2 separate regions of the Rattus norvegicus genome follow, and region 1 is linked to region 2. A link is a contact called in public Hi-C data. All regions are on one chromosome and are shown on one strand. Each heading gives the region's core, a stretch centred on a gene start, on an enhancer-like site or on the middle of the called end of the contact. The rest is flanking DNA. Distances are from core to core; before and after follow the strand shown. Region 1 overlaps LOC134482452 (a long non-coding RNA gene). Region 2 overlaps Btd (biotinidase).

What was found. Hi-C and Micro-C count contacts between places; a contact is called where the count stands out from the background.
Region 1: a Hi-C map of hepatocytes shows a contact between it and region 2, with 2.0 times the contacts expected there. The contact joins two enhancer-like sites. A contact is called at or near these places in 5 of 12 Hi-C or Micro-C datasets (the A7r5 cell line, frontal cortex, hepatocytes and 2 more) and 1 of 1 datasets of contacts at active chromatin or transcription factors (oligodendrocytes).

The regions. Positions count from the first base shown.
Region 1 is chr16:7,133,242-7,136,931 of GRCr8, reverse strand. LOC134482452 (a long non-coding RNA gene) reads left to right here. Exons shown (of 3, transcript XR_010058562.1): 1 at 1-1,949; 2 at 2,454-3,690. Among named protein-coding and RNA genes, the nearest start is that of Ankrd28, 78 kb to the right of the region's middle. Within about 2 kb of position 1,826, at least 58 of the 93 cell types and tissues checked have an H3K27ac peak or open chromatin away from gene starts, as enhancers often do. A contact at or near this core is called in the A7r5 cell line, where this site is marked.
Region 2 is chr16:6,899,573-6,903,757 of GRCr8, reverse strand. It overlaps Btd (biotinidase), which reads right to left. Exons shown (of 4, transcript NM_001012047.2): 4 at 3,047-4,185. The coding sequence ends at 3,349. Among named protein-coding and RNA genes, the nearest start is that of Btd, 30 kb to the right of the region's middle. Within about 2 kb of position 2,792, at least 59 of the 93 cell types and tissues checked have an H3K27ac peak or open chromatin away from gene starts, as enhancers often do. A contact at or near this core is called in the A7r5 cell line, where this site is marked.

The DNA.
Region 1 (3,690 bases), core at 577-3,076, 230 kb before region 2:
CCCTCCCCTGTGAACTGGGTCAAGGTGTCCTAGGGAGAAATTAGGTCTGCTTTAAGGGGTGCTCGTGGACCATCTTCCTTAGCAGCAGCCTTAAAGGGAAGAGCTCCAGTGGCAATCTGGGAGCTGGTGGGAAAAAAATGCAGCCACAGAGGGAAAACCAGGCATTAGGAGCAGAGAGGATGCGACTATGTCCAGAATTTACTAATGGCATTCCCCAGGTACTCCTGACACGGTGTCAAGGACCAGGAACACCTCAAAGTCCAATGGAAATATTTAAGGGTTTAAATAATGTTTAATGATCCCAAGATGAAAAATGGAAAATACAATTAGTATGTATTTTATAGTTGAGTGTCCACAAACAAAACATAACACTATGCCTAAGTAATTCAGTGTTTTTCATGCATGAGCAAGTACATTAGTGTCAGGGGTTTTGGTCGAACTACGGGGTCTGATTCAGGGCATGTAGTGAGCCAGAGAGTTTGCAAGATCACAGGCTTCCAAATGGTACCCTCACTCCGGGTCCACGGCCTTTTAATAGCCCAGGGAGTCAGTTACCTAGTGACATGGTATAATATACTGGAAAAAAAGGTGACATCAAAGTTTCATGTTCACACATAGTTCAGAGCAATGTTTTTATTGTAGTAAGAAATGCATAATAAATTCACTCACCGTTTAAGTATTTTAGGTGTACAGTCCAGCAGATTAGTCAGAATCAGTCACAATATTTTTATTTATATCCTCAAACGAAAGAACTCCCCAAGCGGTCACTTCCGTTCCCTTCGCCTCTGGCCTTTAATCACTGTTCTCCTCTCTATGGATTTGGCTGCTCTAAGCACTGCCCATCAGAAGATTCTCACAATGTTATTTTCTTTCCCCTTAGCTCATGTTTGCCCAACGTAAGTCTCATCCACGTTAACATTTGTGCCCGAATTTCATTTCGTTTTAAGGATAAACAATATGCCCCTGTGTACACAGGTCTACAATGGTCTGACCAGTTGTCTCCTCCACAAATTTATATGCTGCAATCCTAGCATCCAACATGGTAATATTAGGAGACACAAGGGACAGGTGTAGAATTGAAGTATACCGCACAGAGATTGCTCACACTTTCCACCATGTAAAAGTTCTTCAACGAGAAAGGTCAAAGAGAGCCCTCACCAGAAACTAAATGTACCTAGAGACTTAGTCTTTACCTATACAGTCTCAGATTGCCCAGTCTCCATCACCCTAAGAAACAGACTTCTCTTGCGTAGATGCCACCCAGCCACTGATATTTTCTCACAGTAGGCCAAAGGAACAGACAGCATCAGATTTTGCTTAGCCACGCATCCATCTTTAGAAATGAAGCCTGTGCCCACCGTTTGGCTGCGGTGAATGGCTGTAAACACCAGTGCGCAGACGCCTCCTCAAGGCCTTTCTTCCCATCCCTTTACCCAGAAGAGGGATTGCTGGACCATGTGGTTATTTATTTCATGTTTCATTTATCTGAGATAACAAAAGAACAGCTATTTTTAGACATCCTCAACTACTATTTGAATGACCCAGATGGACACATTCCTCAGTGGCCGCTCTGCAGTTGTCTCCTGTGTGGACTGCAGGCCAGCTCGTCAGTGCTTTCACTAATAAAATGCAGAGGAAGTGACACTTGGCCAGCTCCCAAGCTGACCCTTAATGGACCTGGCAGCTTCTACTTCCTTCATCCTGGAATGCTTACTGTTGGCACAGTCCTTCTTGGAAGCCAGCCACCGTGCTCTGAGGCGATACAGGAAGCCGCATGCAGATACCACACAGAGAAGAACCAAGGTCCACAGCAGACAGCCCTGATTCAACTCCTAGTCAAGGTCCTAAAACATCCGCATTCCAGCCATTCCAACCCCGCCTAGTCCCTGCTCAGCTCCCAGAAGACTTCAGATCCTTACTGTCCGAGCTTAACGCAGAAGATCCACCCTGTGAGAGACAACCCATTGTTATTTTAAGCCACAAAGTTTTGCGGTCACTTGTTACATTGCATTAGATAAATGAAACAAAGCAACTTCAAGCCTTTAGAGAAAGAGAAAAACGTGTTACATTGAATCGTATGGGTAGAACTTGAGATATCAGTACAGGGCCTTCAGACTTTAAATATCTCAGGGCTTTACAAAACACATGTAAGGTGCGTGGTGGGAAATGACCCCTCAAATAGTCCAAGCCTGCCTAAAACCAGCAGGTAGGGGTGTGTGTGTGTGTGTGTGTGTGTGTGTGTGTGTGTGTGTGTTTAGTTTTTTCGGGGGTGGGGCACTCTTTTGAGGCAGGCCTCACTATATAGCTCTCTGGTTGTCTGGGGACTTGCTATGTAGACCAAGCTAGCCTCGAGCTCATAGAGATCCCCCTGCCTCTTCCTCTTGGGTGCTAGTCATAAAGGTGTGGCTAGATTTTTTTTTAATGGAATTATGATGATGTTCATTTGGTTACAGATCCAGCTACCCTAGGACAGAACCTGGGCTAGCTCTTCCCATCCTCTTCCCGAAGGAGGCAGCCAAGAGCTTCTCTTACACATGTGGCTTGGCTTCAGGGACATTTGAACTCTTAATCAGAAGCTTCCTTCTTTGCGGCTAAGCACCCGGTCACGCTTTTGGAAGATTGCAGGTGAGTTCAACCAAGTCTGCCTCAGATTCCTGTCAGGTCAAAAAATCAGAAGTCTCTATATGAAGCTGTACACTGGTTGGCAGAGGTGTGACCTCATTTAGGCAATCCTGGATCCCTGAGCCTGCCTGCCACTGCCAGCCTCTGGGAGGAAAGCAGCTTCCTCCTCTCTCCGTTCTCCCACATGCTGGCACAGGGTTCACACCTGAGGACCTGCTCTGCCCTTGGGGAAGAAGGAGTGGAAGGTCACGGGAACTTTGTTATTCATTAACACATAGTGAGCATAGACTGTGCACCATGTGGGTGCTGTGTGTGGGCACCGTGCACATGTCAGGTAAGTAGAGGAGACGTCAGGTAAGTAGAGGAGACATTTTCTTCTTGTCACAGAGACTATTACCCAGTAAAGACATGGGAAAATGAGCTGAAAGACAGCACAAGTGCCACGTCTCTTCCTGCACTGGGAGCCGTTCGCATGGTTTTGTTTCTGTGGAGTGTTCTGTCACTTGGGGTCAGTGCATATGACCTCATGGCAATCCATTGAGAGCACTGGTTCTCAATCTTCCTAATACCAAGTTGTGGTGATCTCCCCCATCCATAAAGTTATTTTTACTGTTACTTCATAACTGTAATTTTGCTACCGTTATGAATCATAATGTAAATATCAGATATATAGGATATCTGATATGCAACCCCTGCGAAAGTTTGACGCCACCAGGGGTTGTGACCCACGGGTTGAGAGCTGCTGATCTAGAACAGTCCTCAGAATGCATTTCTGAGGCATAGAGATGGTGAAAATAGTAGCTGGTGCTTTCTTATGCATTCATTGCTTCGTTCTCTTTCTCCCCCATGGAAAGTAGTCTTGAGAAAGGTGGTATCTGGCCTGTCTTTCTCCCTAATGTTTCTGGAGCTTCGAAGACACTAGCTAGCATATATATGCTCAGTAAACCCAAAGAGATGAAGAAAAACATAGAATTAGCATCTCCCTTTTTTTTTTACCACCAAAGAAGCTTAGTTTTTTAATCCATGTGATGTAGTTGATAATTTTACTTACTCCTTATCAAAACAAAA
Region 2 (4,185 bases), core at 1,543-4,042:
TCCTTTGAGGCAAGAGCTCACTTGACCCAGGAAGGAAGGCCATAGTCTTTCAATTCTCCTGCCTCAGCGTCCTAAGGGCTAGGATCTCAGGTGCATGGTATAAACCCAGCCCCTTTGTACATTTTTAACTGCTGTGACTTTATTTTGCCATATATAGACCGTGAATGTTGGATGTTGAAAACCCGTGTTTGTCCTAAGGCCATTCATTCTAAACCTCAGTGGGAACTAGAGGGGTGGCTCTCTGCTGTCCCAATACGTGGAATTTTTGCACCAGGTCACCTCTCATGACAGCTGGCCATCTGGCTGACTAGTCTTAGGTCTTGTTCCTGCCCTGGCCCGTGTGCCGCAGCCAAGGGGTGGCTCCCCAGTGCCTCCAGCAAACTCCTGCCCTTACTAATACTTTGGCAGCTGAGTTAAGACTTCTTACGGTGACCATAAAGTCCATTTGGCGTTTATTGGAAAGCTATTGACTTTGTGACTTGTTACGATAGACATAGTTAGCCAACACTGTTCATGCCCTTTCACCCATGAAGGAAGGGGTCACCAGGTGGGTGTTCTTTGCTGGCAGCAGCCAACATGTCTGTCCCTGTGGCGTGGGTGTAGTCTTCAAGAAGACTGTTGTTGGTTCTTTGTTGGTTTGTTTGTTTTTGTTTCTTGCCTTCTTTGGGGGCACAGCTGTAAAACTCCGTGTGAAGATATCTTATTGTGCCCCAACTTCCTTTGTGAGGAAAACCACAGCTGGGCACGGCTGTACCTACAGAAGAACCCTCACACACTAAGCCACTTCCCCCAAGTCTGTTTCCACCAAAAATACACTTGGCTTCCTGCCCCCGTGCTGTGGTCAGAATTGCCATTTACTTCCTGAACTCCAGGACCATAGTTAACGAAGGCATAGTGCAGCCATTAGTCATCGGTGTATTTCCCCTGAAGTGCTTGGTTTCCTGCATTCTCCCACCCTTTGTTCTGCCATCTGGCAACTTCCCTTCACCGTAAGAGTCCTCTTGTTCACCCCCCATCATAGCTGTGGCCCTTCTGTCTACATGAGTGATTCCTTCTGCATTGTCCTTAGTGGTCTGGGCGCTAGTCAGCAGGGACAAATGAAGATCCGACAGGTATGAGATGTCACTTACTGGGAGGACTGGATGTAGCCATTCTGCACTCAGGACGCTGCTTCCTATACCTGCTTTTCATGCAGGTTTGTGTCATCTTGGCATGAAGTAGTGATATGCATTTTTTTTTCTTTTTTTCAGAGCTGGGGACCGAACCCAGTGGCTCTACCACTGAGCTAAATCCCCAACCCCGTGATATGCATTTTTAAGAGTCTCTCTCTCTCTCTCTCTCTCTCTCTCTCTCTCTCTCTCTCTCTCTCTCTCTCTCCAGGTTTGGGGGCAGGGAAGCAGCATGGACTGGGGACAGCCACATCTGGAGCCACATCTAGCCTGCCAGCTCCCGCCTGCTGGCAAAGTCTGCACTGGGAGGGCAGGCGGGGACTGTCATCTGGTGGGAGAGGTCCTGCACCATTCCCGGGGGACTTCCTAGGGCGAAGGACTCCCAGGACTTCCTAAGGGATTGAGCTGTTCATTTCCTCAAGACTTGACTCATCCCAAACCTCTGCAAGCAGTGAGTCAACCCGGGCCGGCGCCACCAAAGTCTTGTGCTTTGGCATGATGCCTGTGCTTGCCCCAGGGGTGAGACAGCATCTGAAGGTGTAAACCCATTGCCTAGGCCGTATTCATAAGAGCAGTCCACTGGAATCCAGGGTACACGCTTAGTTGCCCTGCCAAGGACCAGAACAGGGCCTTCCCTGCCAGAGTTGGGAAGAGTTCAGTTTTCATCTCAGTTTGGTAATTTTGTTGTTGTTGTTTTAGAACTGGAACTCACTATGTATCCCTGGCTGTCCTGAATAGACATCTGCCTGCCTCTACCTCATTCTCACTAATACACTCCATGGTACAAGTACACACACACACACACACACACACACACACACACACACACACACACACAGGCATGCACGCACGCACGCGCACACACACACACACGCACACACACACACAGGCATGCACGCACGCACGCGCACACACACACACACGCACACACACACACACAGGCATGCACGCACGCACGCGCACACACACACACACACGCACACACACGCACACGCACGCATGCACACACACACATTTTTTGAAGCATTAAACAGCAACAACATTACAAGGCAAATATCAGAGGGCTATCCATTTCTACGCTTTATAAAAAAAATATAAAAATATTAGGGAAACAATTACTCTACCCAGAAGTAATACCTTTTTAAAATGGCTCTGAACGTTGGACACAAATTAGACATCAGTGGCCTATAAATGCCTTCACTGTTCTGACCTTGTCTGTCAGTTTCTAGTGGGGAACTGTGACTGTGGCAGCCCCTGCTGTGTGCACCGGTGGGGCCTTGGAGAAGGCTGCTGCTGGGCTAAGTAAAGTGTGTGACCTCGGCAGGCTGACCAGGCAGCTCCCTTAGCTTATAGGGAACCTGGCCACTCTGGGCAGAGGAGACCAATTTGTTACACATTTAACTAAACCAGTGTCACTGTATCCCACACAGTTGAGCAAAGCTCAGCCAATGTATTAAAGAGTCTGGAATCCCTAGATGAGCCGCCTCAGACAGAAACATTCTTTTACTCAAGTTTTCCAGTCCCTCCTGCCTTCCCCACCGAGGCACTCTTCCAGCTATTCCCGGGCCCGCCCACACGCCCATCTACTGACAGCAAGGCAGCTGTGAGAAAGGCCTCTCTTCTATTTTGAAAAGCTGTTCCTAGGACTACATTTCTGACACTGCTAGTGGCTCTGGCATTGCCACCTCCTCTGGATAGAGTTCCTGCTGGCCAGAATAGGGACAATCACCTCAGCAGCCTTTATGCGGCTTTGCTTTGAGAATGCATTTCTTAGCACGGAATGTGTTAGGGCTTGGGGGAACATCCACAAGGCGTCTCTAGCTTAGCAATGAAATATGCAAAACAAGACAAAGGAAAACCATCTAGTATCCCGTGGGTTTGTAGAATGGCAGCTGATGTTTATTTTTTTTTTTTTTTTTTGGCTTAGTCTTTAAAACCAATTGTGTAGTAGTGGTAAGAGGGTGTGGCTTGAAAAAGAATAATGTGAATAGAAAATACCAGAAAATATCTCAGTCATTATGTAGAAAGGAAGGAGGAACTGCCTCTCCCATCTTCTTACAGTTCCCCAGGGTGGGATCCAGTGCCACAGGGGCGGGGCGGTTTTCCCAGTGTTTGGGATCTGTGGGCCGTGGGAAGGCAAGGCCAGCCTGCAGAGCCCAACCTGCTGACCACAGTTTTCCTAATTCCTCTCATACAACCGCCCATAGAGAGCTGCCGTCACCAGGCCGGAGGACAGTCCCCTCTTCCTCAAGAAATAGTGGTCGCTCTCCCACCCGAGCTGGTCAGGGGTGTCTAGGGTCATCCCCGAGGTGAGAAATAAAGGGAAGACATACAAGGTGCTGAAGTTCCCCCACAGATGAAAGTCAAACAAGCCCTCGGCCTCCGAGATCTCCTGCCCGCAGGTTTCAAAGCCAGCGCCCCCGCACTTGACCAGGGCACAGGCTTGAACGTAGTAGGTACCGTGCACTGTGTGGAGTCCGTCAAAGACACCCAGGGCATATAGCTCTTTGGACAGGGCGGGCCTCTCGAAAAGTAAGTGGCAACAGAGACTGTTGGAGCACACCTGGAGGTGGCCTTCCTTTCCCCAGACGGGGACCAGGGTGAAATTGTCATACATCATCTCCGAGTGGAAGGTAGGTGGTGCGTTCAGGTTCCACTTGGCAGCCTCGTCGCAGCGCACTTCCTGGGCATCCTTCTCACAGTACGGATCCCCAGACAAGACTTTTAAGAACTTCCTATGGGACGGATCCATTTCACTAGTTGTATTCTCTGTCCCAACGAGGCCCTGTGGGTTTGTGGCTACCCGGGCAATTATAAGGTGACCTTCGGGGTCGTCCATGTTATGGTACCAAAAGGACTTCAGAGGGGTGTGTATGCCACTGCCCGTCATCCCCAGAGTCGGGTGGTGGATGTTAGCTGCCAGAACGGTGACGCCGAAGGCGGTGGCGAATGCTTTCTGGATTTCAATGGCTGCCAAGAGCGGCAGCTGGTTCATCCAGGCCGTAGGGTACGCAAT